Linked DNA regions of Mus musculus: region 2 is linked to region 1. Evidence: chromatin contacts called from public Hi-C data. All regions are on one chromosome and are shown on one strand. Each heading gives the region's core, a stretch centred on a gene start, on an enhancer-like site or on the middle of the called end of the contact. The rest is flanking DNA. Distances are from core to core; before and after follow the strand shown.

What was found. A called contact is a pair of places that touch in the nucleus more often than the background predicts.
Region 2: a Hi-C map of cerebellum shows a contact between it and region 1, with 1.8 times the contacts expected there. The contact joins two enhancer-like sites. A contact is called at or near these places in 3 of 15 datasets of contacts at CTCF or cohesin (embryonic stem cells and stem cell-derived epiblast-like cells), 45 of 484 Hi-C or Micro-C datasets (the G1E-ER4 cell line, the HL-1 cell line, cerebellar granule neurons and 16 more), 4 of 115 datasets of contacts at active chromatin or transcription factors (embryonic stem cells, epiblast stem cells and extraembryonic endoderm stem cells) and 1 of 9 other capture datasets (embryonic stem cells).

Annotation. Positions count from the first base shown.
Region 1 is chr8:9,244,346-9,248,144 of GRCm38.p6, reverse strand. The region is part of intron 1 of Fam155a (family with sequence similarity 155, member A); the gene reads left to right. Among named protein-coding and RNA genes, the nearest start is that of Gm39128, 79 kb to the right of the region's middle. Within about 2 kb of position 1,929, at least 1 of the 459 cell types and tissues checked has an H3K27ac peak or open chromatin away from gene starts, as enhancers often do. A contact at or near this core is called in cerebellum, where this site is marked.
Region 2 is chr8:9,458,672-9,462,470 of GRCm38.p6, reverse strand. All of the region lies in intron 1 of Fam155a (family with sequence similarity 155, member A), which reads left to right. Among named protein-coding and RNA genes, the nearest start is that of Gm39128, 290 kb to the right of the region's middle. Within about 2 kb of position 1,685, at least 7 of the 459 cell types and tissues checked have an H3K27ac peak or open chromatin away from gene starts, as enhancers often do. A contact at or near this core is called in cerebellum, where this site is marked.

The DNA.
Region 1 (3,799 bases), core at 680-3,179:
CCGCTTCAAGGACACCTGCTACCTTGTGAAAGGGTAATCAGGTCACTGTTTCTCACCGGCTAACCGGATGTGCAGCCTGCTCCCGACCACGTGGGCAATCTCGGGCCCTTCCTGGAAAAGGGAGCTTGTGGAATCTCTCACTCAACCTCTGAGTTTAATACAGCGGACCTTGCCTCCCTTATAAACAAGAAGAGGAAAGAAAAAGATGGTAGCTGGAAGAAAATGTCAATCTATCACTTAAAAATAGGAGGGCAGACTGTCCCTATTCTGAGTCTAAGACACAGTATCAGCCTTTACTTTTAATTTCTCATTTGAAGCTCTGAATGCTGAAAACATAGAAAAGACTTAACAGAGCTATGCTGCTCCCATCCTGTGTATAGAATTGTGACTATTTGTGTACAATATAACAGGAACAGCAACAGAATAAGTCCATGTGGTTACACTAAGTAACAAGATTACATGATCTGTGCACCCTCACTTCCAATTTCTGCAGTGATGGGGGCTCAGGGATGAAAGATCACCTACGATTTCAGTCTACTTGATGATGAATATTAACTTTTAACAGTGGTGTTTAAACTTGTTAAGTTTTATGCATCCATTCAACAGTTTTGCCTCGCTCGTACTCTTAATTATGAATGCTTGACTTGGTTCTGTGTTTTAGAATATCTGTCATCTACTGACTTCCTTTGTCTTTAACAATTACACATTCTTAAATGAAGATTTTCTTTTTTTAGACAAAGAATTTTAGAGAAGAGAATATACTAAGGATGTGGGGTTTGCATGGATTAGAAAATATGATAGAAACATAGTTTCTAAAATTAAGTCTGATTGTGTAATACTATTTCAATAGTAGCATGTTGCTTTTTAATACACAGGGATAAAATTATTGCTGATTTAGGTTATTTGGTAATTAAAGTATAGAGTAATGAGCCCTCTGTCTGTTTGTTAATCTCCACCCCGTCCCTTCATGGCCTTGGGTAGTAAACGTAGCTGTGGCAGCACTGGATTCAATTTAACTGCTATCGATCCTGCCTCTGTTCCTCCAGCCTAAGATTTGCTTATATAACAGGCAGTACAGCCAGGCAGAAATAAGCCATTGGAACTCTGCAAGCAAACTACTTACCCCCAACTCATAGTGGTAATGATCTGTGAGGGTGTCCCCACCTCAGAGGTCTGTGTCAGTAACCACAGAGTATTTGACTCAAGATTTTGTGGCGATTCAAAGACTGGGAACTCGTGGGCCAACACTGTGGAAGGCAATGCCGACATACTTCTTATTAGAGGAGTTCGTTTATGATACTCCATAGAGAAAAACCACAAATACCCCTTCTTCTGACTTAGTCTCCCTGCTATATATCAGCGAGAGAAGGTTCTGAGCCAGGTGCTGGAGTTCTGTTTTGGGCTCTGTTTCTGGGTTCCCAGGTTTCTTGTTGGTCTGTGCCATCTTCATTATAGAGTAATCGTGGTCCAGGAAACAGCTACTGCTTTTATGTTGGTACTTGTTCAAAACTCAGAACAAAAGTAAGCCCCTGTCAGCTTAACTGTTTTAGTTGTTTTATGCCAATTCCTGAGTGCATAGAACAAAAAATAAAGTTTCCCTTTGTCGCTAACAAACAGATGCAGCAGAGTGGAAGGCAGAGAGGCACGGGGGACGTGAGGACAGCCTGTGCGCTTCAGTCTTGCTCTAAGATCCTCTGCCTGTATACTTAGGGATCTGATGTTTGTGGGGGACGAGGTTGTTCTGGGTGAACTAGCCTAGAAGATTATAACGAGCTAAAATCTATCCATCAGATTACATTTCACTCCTGCTCTCCAGATTTGAGATATTAGGACTCCTGTGTTCTCTAAGATGGGCCCCTGGTGAGTGGGCTCTCGGCTCCCAGAAGCAGGCTTTCCATTACTGATTAGCTCCATATGTCCCTGGCTTTGAGCTGCCTGGCCCGAGAGCCTTAAGGCCACACGCCAGGACCCATGGCAGGGGCAGTGAGCCATGCCCTTCATTACCTTGGCTTTGTTTCCGAATGCTTACCTCACAGTGACTACAGAAGAGGAAACTGCTATGATTTGCAGGGCTGACACACAGGGCAGGTCTCCATTCTCTCCAGACTTTCTTTGCAAGAGTTTAAATTTAGACTTGTTCAGGGTTTGTTTACTATGAGGCCTAACTTTCCCAGTAGTTCTAATGTATTTCTTTGCCATCCAGCCATCTTGACATCTATTAGAAGATATACAAGTACTTAGAGATCTCAGGGTGCTTTCATGAGATAAGACGTGAAAGCCCACCACTGTCGAGGATGCCTGCTCAATCACCTCTAAGGTGAGCTTTGAGGTGACAGCTCTCATGGATCCTGAAGGCCATCTGGACCTTTCAAGTTTGAACTTTGGACCTCCTGTTTTCTGGTTCTTAGTTTCAAACCCATCTGTCACCTCTGATACTCAGGCTCCCAGAAAGATATTGAGGCTCCCTCTCAAACATAGAGGACATCCTTCCCATGTAGGACAGACATCCTTCCCTTGTAGGGCCATCAGTGAACACAGCAGGTGTGGGCGTGGAGGCAAGAAGAACATGAGTAAAGAACATGGGACATGGCTTTGTCCTGTGACATACCACAAGTTTTATTTGCTCTAGTCTAATAATAATGCAAATTCAAATTTGGTCATTTATTCACAGCACAAGGATCCGGGTTGGTGGGACAGGGGACAGAGGAGAAAACAAAATGGACAGGAACCATTAACCATTCCTGGAGGTTTTACCTGCTACGCGTTTCCCGCATCGCTTTTTAATGACAAAATGAAAAGAAATTGGAGATGCCACAAAATACAGGAAGGACTGAAGAACGTGTAGCTAGCTTTTTATTGAAAGATACATTGTATCTTGTCGTAGGACAGCTTTAGAGCATTAGAGCATGTGTTCTCTTTCTATTCTCCTTATTAGTCCAAACAGAGAAAATTTCATTATAAGCCTTATATTGTCAATTTTCCTTGTCAAAATCAATGCTCTTTAAGCTTCACTGAAAGGCCTTGGACATGGACCTCCTCAGTCGCTGCACTTCTAGTCTCTTTGTTAGAATGTGCAGGGAGAGTTATGTCTCTGTTGTCTCTCCATCTCTGTCTCTTTTTCTCTGTCTATCTATCCGCCCACCCACCCACCTAACCATCTATCCCTTTCCCATCCTTCTCTGTTTCCTTCTGTACTCTTCCAACTCTCTTGGTCATATCTTCTTTGTATTCTCCCCAGTCCTTACTAAGCAAGCAATAAATATTTATTATCTTGAAATTTGTAATTTTCCTACATAATTCTTCTGCTTTGTACATCTTGAAAGTCCAAAAGAGATGAACACATGTATGGGGAATGTGTCAGTCTGTACGTGCATTCACACACAGAGACGATGTGCACATTTCTCTCCATCCGGTTCTCAGAGATAAAACTGATGACCTTATGCTATATTTCTTGCGCCTGTGCACACAGAATTGCTTTTGGACTGTGAGGAGGTGTAGAAATAAGGAGAGGAAAAAAAAGACTCCCGTGTTTTCTAAGGAGATTATATTTTTATTTTCCATTTAAAAATGAGAATTTCTTGAATTTATTATATTGAATCATATGAACTTTCCAGTTTCTTAGCCAAAAGGGTTGGATATCAGGAGTGCCATTTGAGCCCACCTAATGAGATTCATATACTCATAATAACTACCTTAACTCAAAAGTGCCTCTCTATGAGCTCCGAAGGCACTGCCTCTGCAAGAGGTAACTGCAGTGCTTGGCGGCAGCCAACACATTGTTTCCATACAATTCAGTCAT
Region 2 (3,799 bases), core at 436-2,935, 210 kb before region 1:
CACGGTGGCCATTGCTTGATTGATGAGTAGGAGTAGGTTCCGGGGAGATGGCTCAGTGGTGAAAAGTGCTTACTACTCTTCTAGATGATCCAGGTTCAGTTCTCAGCTCCAGGAGATCCGATGGACTGTTCTGGCCTCTGAAGGCACTGCACTCGCATGGTACACATACATACACACATGCAGGCTGAATATTCATACACTTAAAAAACTAAAACATCCAAAAGTGAAGATTAGGAACAGTATCAAACTCGTTCTGGTTTAACCTGTTGTGATGAGAGTGGGCACAATCATGATGTGTATTTCTAAAATGGGATTGCTGTGCACACAATATTTCTTAAATTGTTTTTTTTTTTTTATTTCATCGTATCTGGAAGCTGCTTATGAAAGCAGGACATTTTAATCAATTCATGAAAAGCTCAGTTCGTTTGTCAAATAAAATGAAACTCCCTTGTTCATTGTGTGCTATGTGGATTTAGAGAAAATATCTAGATTGGGTATTTGTTGTTGTTGTTGTTGTTTGGTTGGTTGGTTTTGCTTTTGCTTTTGTATCAGTGAGACGAAGCACCTGAAGAAGAAGACTTGATGGGGTGGGAGGCCTTTGGGTTCCTGGTTTTGTAAGTTTTATCCCATGATTGGCTACCTCCTCCTTGCTGTGGGCTTGTGTCAAGGCAGAACTTCTACAAAGGACATTATGGATTAAAGTTCATGAGATTGTGGTGGTCAAGAAAAGATAGAGATGAGAGAGAGAGAGAGAGAGAGAGAGAGAGAGAGAGAGAGAGAGAGAGAGAGGAGAAAAGACAGAAGATGATTGATAGATAATAAATAATAGAAATAAGTAGATGATAAATAGATGACAGATTATGATAAGTATATAGATAGATGATAGATAGATGATGATAGGCAGACAGACAGACAGATAGGAAGGATAGGAAAGACAGGGGAGGGGAAGGAAGCAGAGGGAACATACCTTTGGTGGCAGGCTCCCTTCAACCTGGAGCAACACAGGTCTCCACAGCTTCCCAGTAGCACCTCTGAGGATTTAATCCTCCAGGAGATGGTTCCATTTCCAAAGTCAGAGCCTCTATGCCCAAGTCATTTCACAAGAGCGCCACCAAGAGGTTTTTTTCCCCCTAAAATTCTGCAGGTTAACAAAGCCCTTGTGACTCATCCATTTTACAAGAGCTCTGTCAAGCCTCTCCCCCCCCCCCCCCGCCACCCCTTAAAACCCCGCAGGCAATGCCCAACAGCTTCAGAAAGAATATTTTCACTTTATTGCCAGAACCACCTGGGTTGGGCCATCCTGAAAATGTGTCACGCTTTTTATCACATTCCACTTAGCCCAAAATATCCCATTCATTGTCCTTCCTGTGAGGCTTTCTCGGTTCCTTTTATACCACAGACCATGCCAAGGGTACCATTCCTTCTAAATAAGTGGGGCTACTTTTTCTTTCAGTCTTAAAGACCTGGAGTTATTTCTTCTTCCTAGTCTGTCTTCACACAGTGAGAGCAGAGGGACCATTTCCACTGCTAGGTTCCAAAGAGTAGCTGTCCAGCATTGGATATGAGAAGCTCCCAGGGCTCAGCAGATGGTGAGGAGATGAAGCAAGATCCCACTGTACTGTGTCCAGAACTGGGTTGTGTCACACCCTCTCAGTGGCTGTGTCACAACAAGTCTGTGTAACAACACTGTGTTATTAGTGATAATTGTGACAGCTGGGATTGAGAGCGTTGCAGTGGATGGAGATGGTTTCAAGCTAGTCCTTGTTGATAACACATTTATCAGATCTCAGGCAAGTTTCTCTGCTTTATACTCTGCTCCCATTCCCATTGTTTAAGTCACAGCAGTAACTGCCACGTGAGCCTTCATAAGGACTAAATGGGTTAGTGCTCATACATTCTGCCTTCCGTGGTGTATGGCATCATACGTTCTCTTGTACTGTTTAATGTATAATGTATTATATTGATTCCAAAGATAAGTTGCTAATGATGTCTATTCATTCCCTAACTCAAATCATCTTCTCCTCAAAACACTTTTCATGCCTAAAAAGGTTGTCTCTTCATTGGGAGTGGTTTCTGTGGTGGTCAAACTGTACTTATTTTATACGTGCGAGCCAAGTTTCTGTTCAGAGATGAGTGTCTACTTCTAAAATGTTGCAAATGAGCAAAATGTCACTCAGAGAGACACTTTAACAACAAGCTTATGAACCCCGGACAGCAGGTGTTACCTGTCCCTGGAGCACCTAGCAATGATCTTTCCGTACTCGGGGCTACGTCTGCACCATCCACAGGAAACATACACTAAAGCCCCCATTGTTTAGAACTGCTGAACTATGAAGACAATATGTATTACCTACCGAAGGACTATGATGTCTAAGCCTGACAACTTCTGCTTCTTTATATCTTATCATCTAGCCGGTGATTTGGTTATACTGGAGTTGAAAGCTAAGAGGGTTGGGTAAGAATGCAGGCTTTACATCAGACAAACCAGGGTTTGCATCTGAAGTTCAACTTGTTATGTCATAGTAAGGATATATCTTACACCCTGAACGAAAAAGCAGGATTCAGCACACAAAATCAACTTCCAATCTTCTTCCAAACTGCCACAGTGGATAGTGTATAATACATATACACTATTATATGTCTTCCCTTAACACTGTAGGCTCTTAGTTTCAAACCTTTTCCTAGGTGCAAAGGCCAATTAACAAGAGGAAAACACACCAATGCCAGGAGACATTGACAGAATGAGTGGCTGTCAAGGAGGTGATGTTAAATTCTGGTTTTGAGAGAGCATCTCCTGCACCTTTTCAGAGAAGTGACAAGGTAAAGAGAACAGGCTTTGGATCTCTCAGGGAAGCAACTGTGGAAAATAAATGAATGACGGATAATGGATGATTAGTGAAGCTCATTAGCGTGTGTCCTTTGGAACTTTCTGTAGACAGCAGAGGTCTATGGTTGTCTGCAGTGTTAGTTCCTGGAGCACGGGTGTATGGGGACCCTTTCTCTTCATTTCCTCTGTACAGTTCTTGAAGAAGTGAAGGAAGGACAGACAGCTTTGACCGGCTGCTCCATTTTTAGCTTGAGTTCTTCCTACAAGTCCAAACTTCTCCCTGGCTTAGCAAGTCCTCAGATGCTTCCATCTATCCTCCCACGGGACCTGCCACTTCCTAAAGCAGGGAAAGAACGAAGAAGAGGACTCAGGTCTCTGTTCAGAGCCCCAGCATTTGTATAAGTGTGAAGCGATACTTCTCCTTTGTCTTTACTAACATCTTCCAAATTTCACTGTTGAAAGGTGAGTCCCTCCTGCAGTACAAAGACAGCGGTCGGCCTTAACTAACCCTGCTAACGACACGGAAGACAGGCTGCCTTGACCAGAGGGTTCTTTCCCCACAGTTCCGTCTCTTCAGAGGGAGGAAGTCAATGTGGCTGGCTGAGTGTTTAGAGAAGGAGTAGGATAGAGATTCATGGTACAAAAACATCACAAAGAACAGGCCGTTCGGAGTTTTCAAACTAAAAAGGTCAAATAATAACACAAACTAAGTTAGCGAGACCAAAACCTCTCTGCCACGCAGCATCTTCGACAGTGATGAATAACGGTCACCGGGCAGAGTCAGTAATTGCCTCCCTGCCCTGCTGCCACAGACAGTCTCATTCTGAGGCATCGCGCCTCCGATGTGGCACTGTGTAAGGAGTCCTGTAAGTCCTCCCTCCCTCCCTCCCTCCCTCCCTCCCTCCCTCCCTCCCTCCCTCCCTCCCTCCCTTCCTTCCTTCCTTCCTTTCTTCCTTCCTTCCTTCCTTCCAT